Regions from separate parts of the Oryctolagus cuniculus genome. Here region 2 is linked to region 1. Evidence: chromatin contacts called from public Hi-C data. All regions are on one chromosome and are shown on one strand. The core of a region is the stretch at or near the end of the contact, and the rest is flanking DNA. Distances in the headings are between cores, read along the strand shown.

What was found. Hi-C and Micro-C count contacts between places; a contact is called where the count stands out from the background.
Region 2: a contact with region 1 is called in a Hi-C map of liver, with 4 times the contacts expected there. The contact joins the promoter of SPOP here to the enhancer-like site in region 1. A contact is called at or near these places in 3 of 6 Hi-C or Micro-C datasets (liver, psoas muscle and skin fibroblasts).

The regions. Positions count from the first base shown.
Region 1 is chr17:25,639,583-25,644,408 of mOryCun1.1, reverse strand. The region is part of intron 2 of SPOP (speckle type BTB/POZ protein); the gene reads left to right. Among named protein-coding and RNA genes, the nearest start is that of SPOP, 46 kb to the left of the region's middle. Within about 2 kb of position 2,593, at least 3 of the 8 cell types and tissues checked have an H3K27ac peak or open chromatin away from gene starts, as enhancers often do.
Region 2 is chr17:25,686,026-25,690,851 of mOryCun1.1, reverse strand. SPOP (speckle type BTB/POZ protein) reads left to right here and starts at 2,914. Exons shown (of 11, transcript XM_002719303.5): 1 at 2,914-3,209.

The DNA of each region.
Region 1 (4,826 bases), core at 1,344-3,843:
ATTTTTGAAAAATCTTTCTAGCATTTTGGATACCACCTTAAAAGTTTTACTTTGTGATTTAAGATTTTTACCTCAGATGCTTCTAGAATCTTGTTAGGTAAAATAGGTGTTGGTGCATTTAGTCCTAAGTCCTAATACAGATTGTCAGGATCAGGAAAGTCTGTTAAAACAGACGTTCTGTCTAACTTTCCTGTTTTGTGTGCCAGTGTGGTTTTACTTTTTCCTTGAGTCATGAGTTTTGGAATGAACATTTAAATCTGAGCACTTCTTGCCTATCCTTTGTTCCAGTTAGTTTACTTAGAACCTTAACATTAACACAGAGTTTGGCTTATTTTTACTAGCTTTAGGAGTTGGGGGAAGAAGAGGGAATTTGTTTTCTTAGGTAAGGTCCATGCGTGCATAGACCTCCCTCTGTCTCATCTGTCTCAGTCACAGGGAGGTCTGAGTGCTTTCATAAAAAGAATCATTTCCGGGGAATAGTAATTCTGTACTGCTAGATAGTAGATAGTAGTAATTTTGAATGTAATTGGTTGCCTTTGTTGTAGATCAAATTCTCTCTGGCAGGAGGGCCTTTTCAATGTTCAAGTTAATGCATTTATTCCAGATTGTATACCTTAAGACAATTTAGATTTTCTCTTTTGAAATTAATTTCTTGGGCCCCTTCTGTAGCCAGATAGTTGTTAGCAAACTGCTCTGAAGGAGCCAAAGTTGTGGCATAGCAGGTTAAACCGCCTGCAACGCTGGCATCACATTATGGGTACCCATTCAAGTCCTGGCTGCTCCACTTCAGATCTGTTTCCCTACCAGTGCACCTGGGAAAGCAGGGGAAGATGGCCCAAGTGCTTGGGCCCCTGCACCCATGTGGGAGACCCAGAAGAAGCTCCTGGCTTGTACAGCTTGGCCTAGCCCTAGCCATTGTGGCCATTTGGAGAGTGAACCAGTGGATGAAAGCTCTCTCTCCCTCTCCTTCTCTCTCTCTAACTTTGCCTTTCAAATAAAAAATAGACAAACATTTTAAAAAAAGAAAATAGCAAGTGCCTATAGACTTATTAAACAAAAACTTCATAAAAAAGATTTTGAAATGGCTTGACTGAAGTATAGAAAGCCAAGGAGTACACTCCACCCCTCACCCCTGGTTTGGCTTCTGCAAGGCCTCCAAGGTCGACAAGGTCTTTTGGGTCCAAGGTCGACAAGGTCTTTTGGGACTTGTGGGGTTATGCAACCTCTCCTGTTTGTTTCATGAAGTGACTGTTCTGTATTTGAATTCCTCAGACTGGACATGCTTAGGTGGTATCAGGGCTGCCTCTTTCATCTGTTTACCATTTACTGCTTATATTTTATAAGGTTCTTAATCATAAACGACAGGGTAGAAGACCACAGCCTCTCAACTCCCAAAACAGCTTTGGGAATATTCATTATACAACAAATAGAATCTTAACAGGGTTTCCCCTCTTCTTTCTCTTTCCTCCCTTTATGGATTCTTTTTCAGCTCTTGTTTCTATTAAGTAGATTTTTTTCAACCTAGATGAGAAATTTTTGATAATATGTGGGATGTGTTAACATATTCATCTTTCCCAACTTTGCTCTTCGTGGCCCTAGAGATTTGTGCCCAAGCTATTCCGTGGAATCAACACATGATTCTAATTTGTGAGAATGAAAAAGTTGCTGATTGTTTGGTTTTGCCTTTCTAAATTCATTCCTAAGGATGTTTTCTTTTGGAACGGAGACCCACTTTGAAGTGAAATAGCCCCTTTATAATCACGTTTTGTTTCCTGGCTTGGATCATTGTAGCTCTTTTTCGGATATCTCCCAAGTGATGGGTTTTGAAAGTGATGCGTGGAAAAGCTTAATCTGATGAACCCTATCTGCTGGTTTTGTTTTTTGTTTTTAAACAGCTGCAGGAGTTTTTCTTCCTAGCGGGGGCTCTGTTATTAGCAGCAGCAGCACATCACCTATGAGACCTCTACTTGTGCAGCCATGGTTGAGTCTGCTGGGTCCTCCACCCAACTGTAGATTTTTTTTCCCCTCTGATGTTATGGGGATATATTTAGCTTAGCAGTCACTTGTGCCTAAATTAGAAAACCAAACAAAAAGTCTTCAGAAAGATCTAAGGAGTTGCAGTCCTGCAAGGTGATTAAGTGGCATCTGCCCCTTTCCAGGACAGATGTCTGCGTGTGGAGCAGAGATGTGTTGCAATCTTCCTGGACAGATTTTGGGGTAGAGAATCGTGCTGATATGTCTGTATCAGTAGCTCTTACATAATGAACAGCTTTTAAGGAGAAGGAATGATTTCCCAGCTTAATTTAAATTGGCAATAAATTTTTCTGCTCTTTGTTTTTGCTAACTAAAAAAAAAAAATGCATCCACAGTGAGAATTATCCTGCATTTTAACCTTTGAGCTAGCTGCTAAGGTCTCCTTGGGGACAAGGACAGTTTGTAGTTATTTATAACCTGTAAGAAGGGCAGTAAGGCAGCAAACAGCCAGCACACACTGAGGCTTGCGAGGCAGGGGGAGCAATCTGTTGTTTTCCTACTGGATGTGCCTCCTTGTTCGTCTTCAGCTCGACTTTGCCTGGATGAGCTTTGCTAGCCAGGCTATTTCTACAAAACACTGTGTCTTACTATCTTCTAGCTGTACTCTGTCCTTAGATCAAGAAGGAGGTTGAAGCCTGTTTATATACAAAAAAGTTTCTAAACTTCTTCATTTCAGCATGTCTACTGCATAAGAAATATCTGTGAGCCAGGGGCACTGACTTGCACAGGAAATACCAGTGTCTGATTTGTCCTTACGTAAAACCGTTGGGAAAGCAACTCAGAAATATGTTCTGTGCATTAGCTTCGTATAGTTGTGTCTGTGTATATTTTAAGATATGTCTACATATTTACATGTTTGAATTGTGTGTATATTAAATGATAATTATCTGTTCTCCACTTGGCAATTTTAAGGGACTCAAACCCAGTGTCTGATATGAAAATCATAAGTCAAATCTAAGAAAATGCTAAAAATCTGCCTCAGCTGACTGTCAGCATATTGAAATTTTATTATATAGAATTTAACTTGAGATAATTTAGAGGTGTAGCCTGGGCTCCTGGCAGCTGCTGTAATGGTACTTTCTGTAGCCAGAATTGACTTATTCCAGGAAGTGTGCTTCTCTCACTTTATCTTTTGGTTTCAGGAACTCCCCCATACCCCTTTCAAGTTTCCCTTCTCTTCCAAGTTTTCTTGAATTAAAAAAAATTTTTTTTAAATTAAGGAAGAGTGTAATTTTGAAATGTATTTTAAATTGGAGTGAACTGAACTGATAATTTTTTAAATGTATTGTTTCAAAAGAATGCTTAGATTCCTATAGTTGCATTCATTCAACTCCCATTTTAACTTTATAACTAGAACTCATTAAGGAAAAATATGATTTCAAAAGAGAAAATCTATTTATTCAACCACAATTTCATTGACCAGATTTTTGTTTAATTAATTTATTTATTTGAAAGTCAGAGTTGCAGAGAGAGAAGGAAGAGAAAGAGGGATCTTCCATCCCCTCTGGTTCACTCCCTAGATGGCTGCAACCGTCAGGGCTGAGCCAAACCAAAGCCAGGAACCCAGAGCTTATTCCAGGTCTCCCACATGGATGCAAAGGCCCAACCACTTGTTCCATCTTCCACTGTTTTCCCAGGCACATTAGCAGGGAGGATCAGAAGTGGAGCACCTGGGACACAAACCAGTGCCCAAATGGGATGTCAGTGTTGCAGGCAGTGGCTTCACCTGCTATGCCACAGCACAAGCCCCATGAATTTATTGAGTGCCCATTAGGATTCCATCCTGGTCACTGAGAATGGTGTCTTGCCAGGTAGGCATAACTTCTAGTCAGGGAGACATAAGGGAAAAATCAGAGATCATTTCAGATAGTGGTAATAAGAGAGGCAGTGTGATGGGAGGAGCAGGCCAGAAGGGGGTACTACAGGTTGAGTGGTTGGGGAAGACCTCTCTGAGGATACTCCACTTGGAGGGAGAGCTAGATGACAAGAAGAGCCACTGTGAAAAGCCCTGAGGGAAGGAAGAGCTTTCGAGGGTGAGGAAAAGTGCCTGATGTGGCCAGAGAGCAGAATTCACCGCTTGGTAACTAAGTGGAGGGCTGGCAGTGTCGGGGAGGCGGAGGCAGTCCTGATGAGGAGGTGGGCCCAATTCAGATAGCCATGGAGCCACTGAAGAGCTCCACTTTGTCTCTCACGTGGTTCTGACTTATGAGCCTTCCTACAACTTGGGAAGTTTGTAGAGGAATTATCCTCCTAAATGTTTTTATTTACTCCTTGAATAGGTGATAAATTCACACAATTCAAAACTGTAAAGTACCAAACTGAATTTTCCTTCCTAGGAAGTAACCACCGTCCTTAGTAATACATTTTCTATTTAAAAAGTAGAAATAACTTCCTTATTCTTTTTTTTTTCTATAGATGCTTATTCTACCATTGTTGATGGACTTTCAAGTTATGTCCTATTTTGTATGTTTACAAATAGTGCCACAGTGAAAACCCTTTGATTCTTGTCTTGTAAAATATATCAGCAAGGTTACATTTGTAGAAGTGGGATTGCTGATCAGAGGGGGTGTACATTTCTTATTCTGAGACATTGCCCTTCACAGGGATTGCAGCAGTTTATTCTCCAACCAAAAACGTTCTCCTTACCCTGAGCAAGTGTTACCAAACATTTTGATCTTTGCCAATTCAGTGGGTGAAACAGTGTGTGGTTTAATTTGCATCTATCTTAGTATGAATGAGGGCTGAACATCTTTTATATATCTAAGAGCCACTGGTGTTTCCATTTCTGTAAA
Region 2 (4,826 bases), core at 1,665-4,164, 46 kb before region 1:
TTCCACACTAAAGGGATGCCTGGTATATTTAATCATGCTGCAGAAATCCTGGCAGCTTTCTCTGAGCCCAGTCTCTGCTCTAATTACATTTCTAGATTTTAGTAAATTGAAAGGGAAAATGTAGGAACAAAATAATTAAAACCGAAGAGGAAGTGCATATTAAAAAGGAGAAGCTGTTTAAAATTCTTCTACATAGTGCTTCCAAGGACATCTACAATCGTTTAATCAGCTCCACACCAAATCAAAGTCCTTTATACAGAGGCTGGTAGGGTCATAGCTCAGGTGGGCGGTGTGGTCCCCACAGTAGAATGGGAGCCTTGTCGCACCAGGCTGCAGATGGGGACTCGACCTCTCATATCTTTCCAGATTACTGGGGATTCAGGCCCAGCCAGGACAAGCTGCTGGCACAAACTCACTGGCCCCCGGGGCACCCTCCCAGGTCCTGGGCAGCATCTGGCTAACCATAATGATTAGCTCCCACTGTGGGGGCACCTGAGTAGGTTGTCCATGCCCCCACTTCCCTTCCCACCCCCATGCTCCCTCCCCAAGATCTACCTTATTTTTGTCTTTTCAGCCTTCCTGTGAAATCTGCAGTCCAGAGAACAGGCATCAGAACAGCCTGAGAGAAGACACCAGCAGGAGTTACTGGGTTACCCCTAGGGCATTCTGAATTTTCACAAGGCCCAAAACCCTGTTGGCTGCTGCTGAAGGGATGAAGGCTGTTGATAATGACATGAGTGCAATCTACTTGGAAAGTTTCAAGCATCCACCCGATAGGCAAGAATAGCTCTTTGTCTTAAGTGGGGCAGACATGCTAACCACATCACTGCAACATTTAAGAGATCTCCATTTTTCTTTTTTTTCATTATTTTGGATGACGTGCGGGTTGTGCCAGCTGTAGGCGTGTTTGGACCATGATTCCTGGGGAATTTTAAGCTGTGGGATTGTAGGGTCTGCTTCTGTGCTTGAAAGTGGAAGACAGCCTGGCACTGTCAGGGGATTCTTTCCAAAACCCCCTGTGGCTTTGCCTGTGGGCTCCCAGCCTTCCCCACTGAACAGACACCTGGCGCCAGGACACACGTGGCAGGAGGCAGTGGGTACCGTCTCCTGGAGATAGTCCCACAGGCCTGGAGGCAGCACGGCTCCCGGAAGCCGTTCCCAAGGCAGGGCCCACACCTTGTCACCTGTGTCAGGGCTCAGCAGGTTGCATCCTACGCTGGGTGCGCCTGCATCATGTATGTGTATGTCTGCAGAATGACCGAGACGGTGCCTGCTCTGCAGTTTCTGGCTTCATTCAGTAAGGCTAACTCTTCAAAGTTTGAGCTAAAGGAAAGAATCGTAGCAGTAACAAATATCCCATCACTGCCCCTCTAATAGGGAGGCGACATTTTCCCTCCCAGGGCCATGACCTCTGAGATTTGCTTTTTAAAGATTTATTTGAAAGGGGAGTGAGTGAGAGAGAGAGAGAGAGCGAGCGAGCGCTTCCATCCACTGGTTCACTCCCCAAATGGTTGCATCCGCCAGGGCTAGACCAGGCCCAAGCCAGAAGCCTGGAACTCCACCTGGGACTCCCACAAGGGTGCAGGGGCCCAAACACTCAGGCCATGCTCTGCTGCTGTCCCAGGTGCCTCAGCAGAGAGCGGATCAGAAGTGGAGCAGCTGGCGCCTGAGCTAGCGCTAATATGGGGTGCACGTGGCCCAGGCTGCGGCTTAACTTGCTGCACCACAACCCTGGCCCCAGGTTTTTCTCTTTCACTAACATCAGGCATCATTTTATCCCGTCGGGGAGCTAGGAGAGACCGGGGCCAAGCCAATGGTCATGGAACTGCTTCCTTCCAGCGAGGCCACCTAAAGATCCCGCTGCCTTTCCCAAAAGAGGGGTCCTTTTTTTTTTCTTTTTTAGAATATTTATTGGAAAGGCACAGTTAGAGAGAGAGGGAGAGACAGAGACATCTTCCCACAGGCTGGTTCACCCCCCCCCCCCCCCCAAACAGCCTGCACCGCTGGGGCGGAGGCAACCTTGGGAGAGACGCCGGGTTTCATCCGGATCTCCCACGAGGGTGGCAGGAATGCCAGCTCTTGGGCCGTCTTCCGCTGCTTTCCTGGAACGTCAGCAGGAAGGTGGAGCGGCTGGGACTCAAAACGACGCTCGAATGGGATGTTGGCGCTGCATGCAGCAGCTTACCCCGTTGTGCCACAACGCCGGCTCCTTCCTTTTGTTTCCAAGCGCTAACTTTCAAAGGAGGCTTGGCTGGCGCCGCGGGTCACTAGGCTAATCCTCCGCCTTGCGGCGCCGGCACACCGGGTTCTAGTCCCGGTCGGGGCGCCGGATTCTGTCCCGCTTGCCCCTCTTCCAGGCCAGCTCTCTGCTGTGGCCAGGGAGTGCAGTGGAGGATGACCCAAGTCCTTGGGCCCTGCACCCCATGGGAGACCAGGAGAAGCACCTGGCTCCTGGCTTCAGATCAGTGCGGTGAGCCGGCCGCAGTGGCCATTGGAGGGTGAACCAACAGCAAAAGGAAGACCTTTCTCTCTCTCTCACTGTCCACTCTGCCTGTCAAAAAAAAAAAAAAAAAAAAAAAAAAAAGAGGCTTAAAAGGACCTCTAGCATCACCCTAAAGTCCCAAACCGATGTTCCTGAAAGGGCTGGTTTAAAGAAAATGAGCTCAAGTACTTGGCAAACCATAAACTGCTTGCAAGTGGAAGCTGCTGTTGTGAGCCTTTCTCGTTCCAACGACGCCCTGCCCCTCCACTTGGTTTGTCTCTCTTCGGTCCTCGCGCCTTGCCACGTCCTACCGCGCAGGGCACGCGACCCCCGCCGAGTTCCCGCCTCTTTCGACCCAGGCCCCTCCTCCCCGTCAAGTCCCCGGACCTGGGCGAGGCCGCCGGGACGCATGCGCGTTGGGGGGAGGAGGCGGAGTCTTGAGGAAGCGGGAGGAGGGGCGGGAGAAGCCAGGGAGGGCAGGGAAGCGGCCCGGAGAGGAGGGGAGGCGGCCGCGCGGGGTGGGGCCCGGCGGGTACGCGTTCGCTGCGTCGACGTGCTGACGCCAGGACGCTCCGGCCGGTGTGTGTCGGGGGGTATGTGTGTGAGTGTGCGCGTTCCGAGTGTATGTGTATTTGTGTATCGGCGGTCCCGCAGGTCCCGGATGTTGCGGACAGTATGAGGCGAGCGCAGGGGGACGGGGACCAGCAGCTGTCGCCGCCGCTCTCAGGTGAGTGGGGGGGAGGAGAGTCGAGGGAGGGGGTTGTCGTGTCGGAGTCGGGGGGCGCCTCCCTTAAGAGGTGATTGACCTCCCACTCCCCCCCCCCCCCCAACACACATATGCTCCTCTCTGCCCCATTTCCTGCACCGGGTTACTTGGTTCGCGAATGCCAGAGCCTAATCAACCGTCCTTCTCCTTATCCCAAGCATTCAGGAGACACAAACGCGCCCCCTGCCTTCGGCACCCCCCCCAATCATTTCCCAGCCCCATCCCCCTTGCCAAATAGTGAGCTGTCGCCTGCGGCGAGATGGGTGACTGCGCATGCGCGAGTGTGAACGAGCTTGGGGTGCCTTCTCGCTGCCCTCGGGGCGCATGCGCATCGCGGTGTTGCGGGGACCTGCGGGATAAAGAGCCCCTTGACCATGCGCCCGCCTTCTTCCTGGGCCGTGCGCGAGACTTGCCCGACTGTGAGCTCGTGCTCCTATCCAAAAGGGAGAATTTAAATTATGCGAGGGACTTGGAGACAAAGCCCTGTTCGCATCTGTGTTTCCCTAGAGACTCCCGGGCTACAGACACCTCCCGGAGCCGGCGTGTCCCACGCTGACCCTGCTGTTGAAACTTAGCTGCGACTTGCAAGTTACTTTTCCTTTCCTCGACTCTTAGGAACTTCCCCTGTGTTTAGGAGTAGACGCCCAACCCATTCAATTCTTTGCGCAGGGATTTTGGTGGCCTTGCTAAGGAGGCTAAAGGTCATAGGAAAGAAACTTGAGTGTGTGTCGGAGGGTTCCTCTTGGTAAAACTCTGGTTATCTTCAGAGAACCAGATAAAGTGGAGATGCAGAGCCTGCAGTTGGAGGCGTTGGGAATCCAGACAAGGTTCTCACCTCCCCCTACCTGTGTGACCTGTGGCCCCCACCTTTTTTTTTTTTTTTTTTTTTATGAAAGATCTCCCTTAGCACTTTGGTTTTAGCTGTACATTATTGAAGCTCTGTGATCATCACATGAAAACAAAGACAGTTAGAGACTAATGGTGGGCAGGAACTTGACCAGTGGAAGTTTTAAGTAATAAAAATGACTTTTCTTTCATTTTGGCAAATAAAAAGAATTAAAAAACTTTAAGCACCGTGGGATTTTAGTGAGCTGGGACCTGGGTTTCCAGTTGGCAGTTCAAACGTGGTCCTTAAGTGTGCTCCCGTGTTGCCACTCTTCTGTTTACCTTGTAGCTTCTTACTGCTGCCATCAGGACTCTATGAGGAAAAGAGAAACTTACCAGCAAAAGGTTTGCTCAGTAGCTTTGGCAGGAATAGCTCGATTGTTGTAGGAGGGACAAGGGAAGAGGGAGGGGCGTTTCTGTGTGTCGCAGTTTGCCTTGCCAACCCTGAGCCCCAGCTGGACCCCTGAGAATGGGACATATTAGTAAGCCTTGTTTCCTGTTCTCTTCCCTTCGCATTCTGCTTGCTTCACCTCCTTCGGTAAAGGCATTTTTGGCTGCCATTCATAACTCCAAGACTTTATGTTCTTGGACCTTAAAGTGTGTGTGTGTATTTTTTCTTTCTTTCTTTTTCACTTACCTATTTACCCCGGCCTTTACATAGTTCAGCTGTCTTTTGTGGTGTTTCCAGTTGTC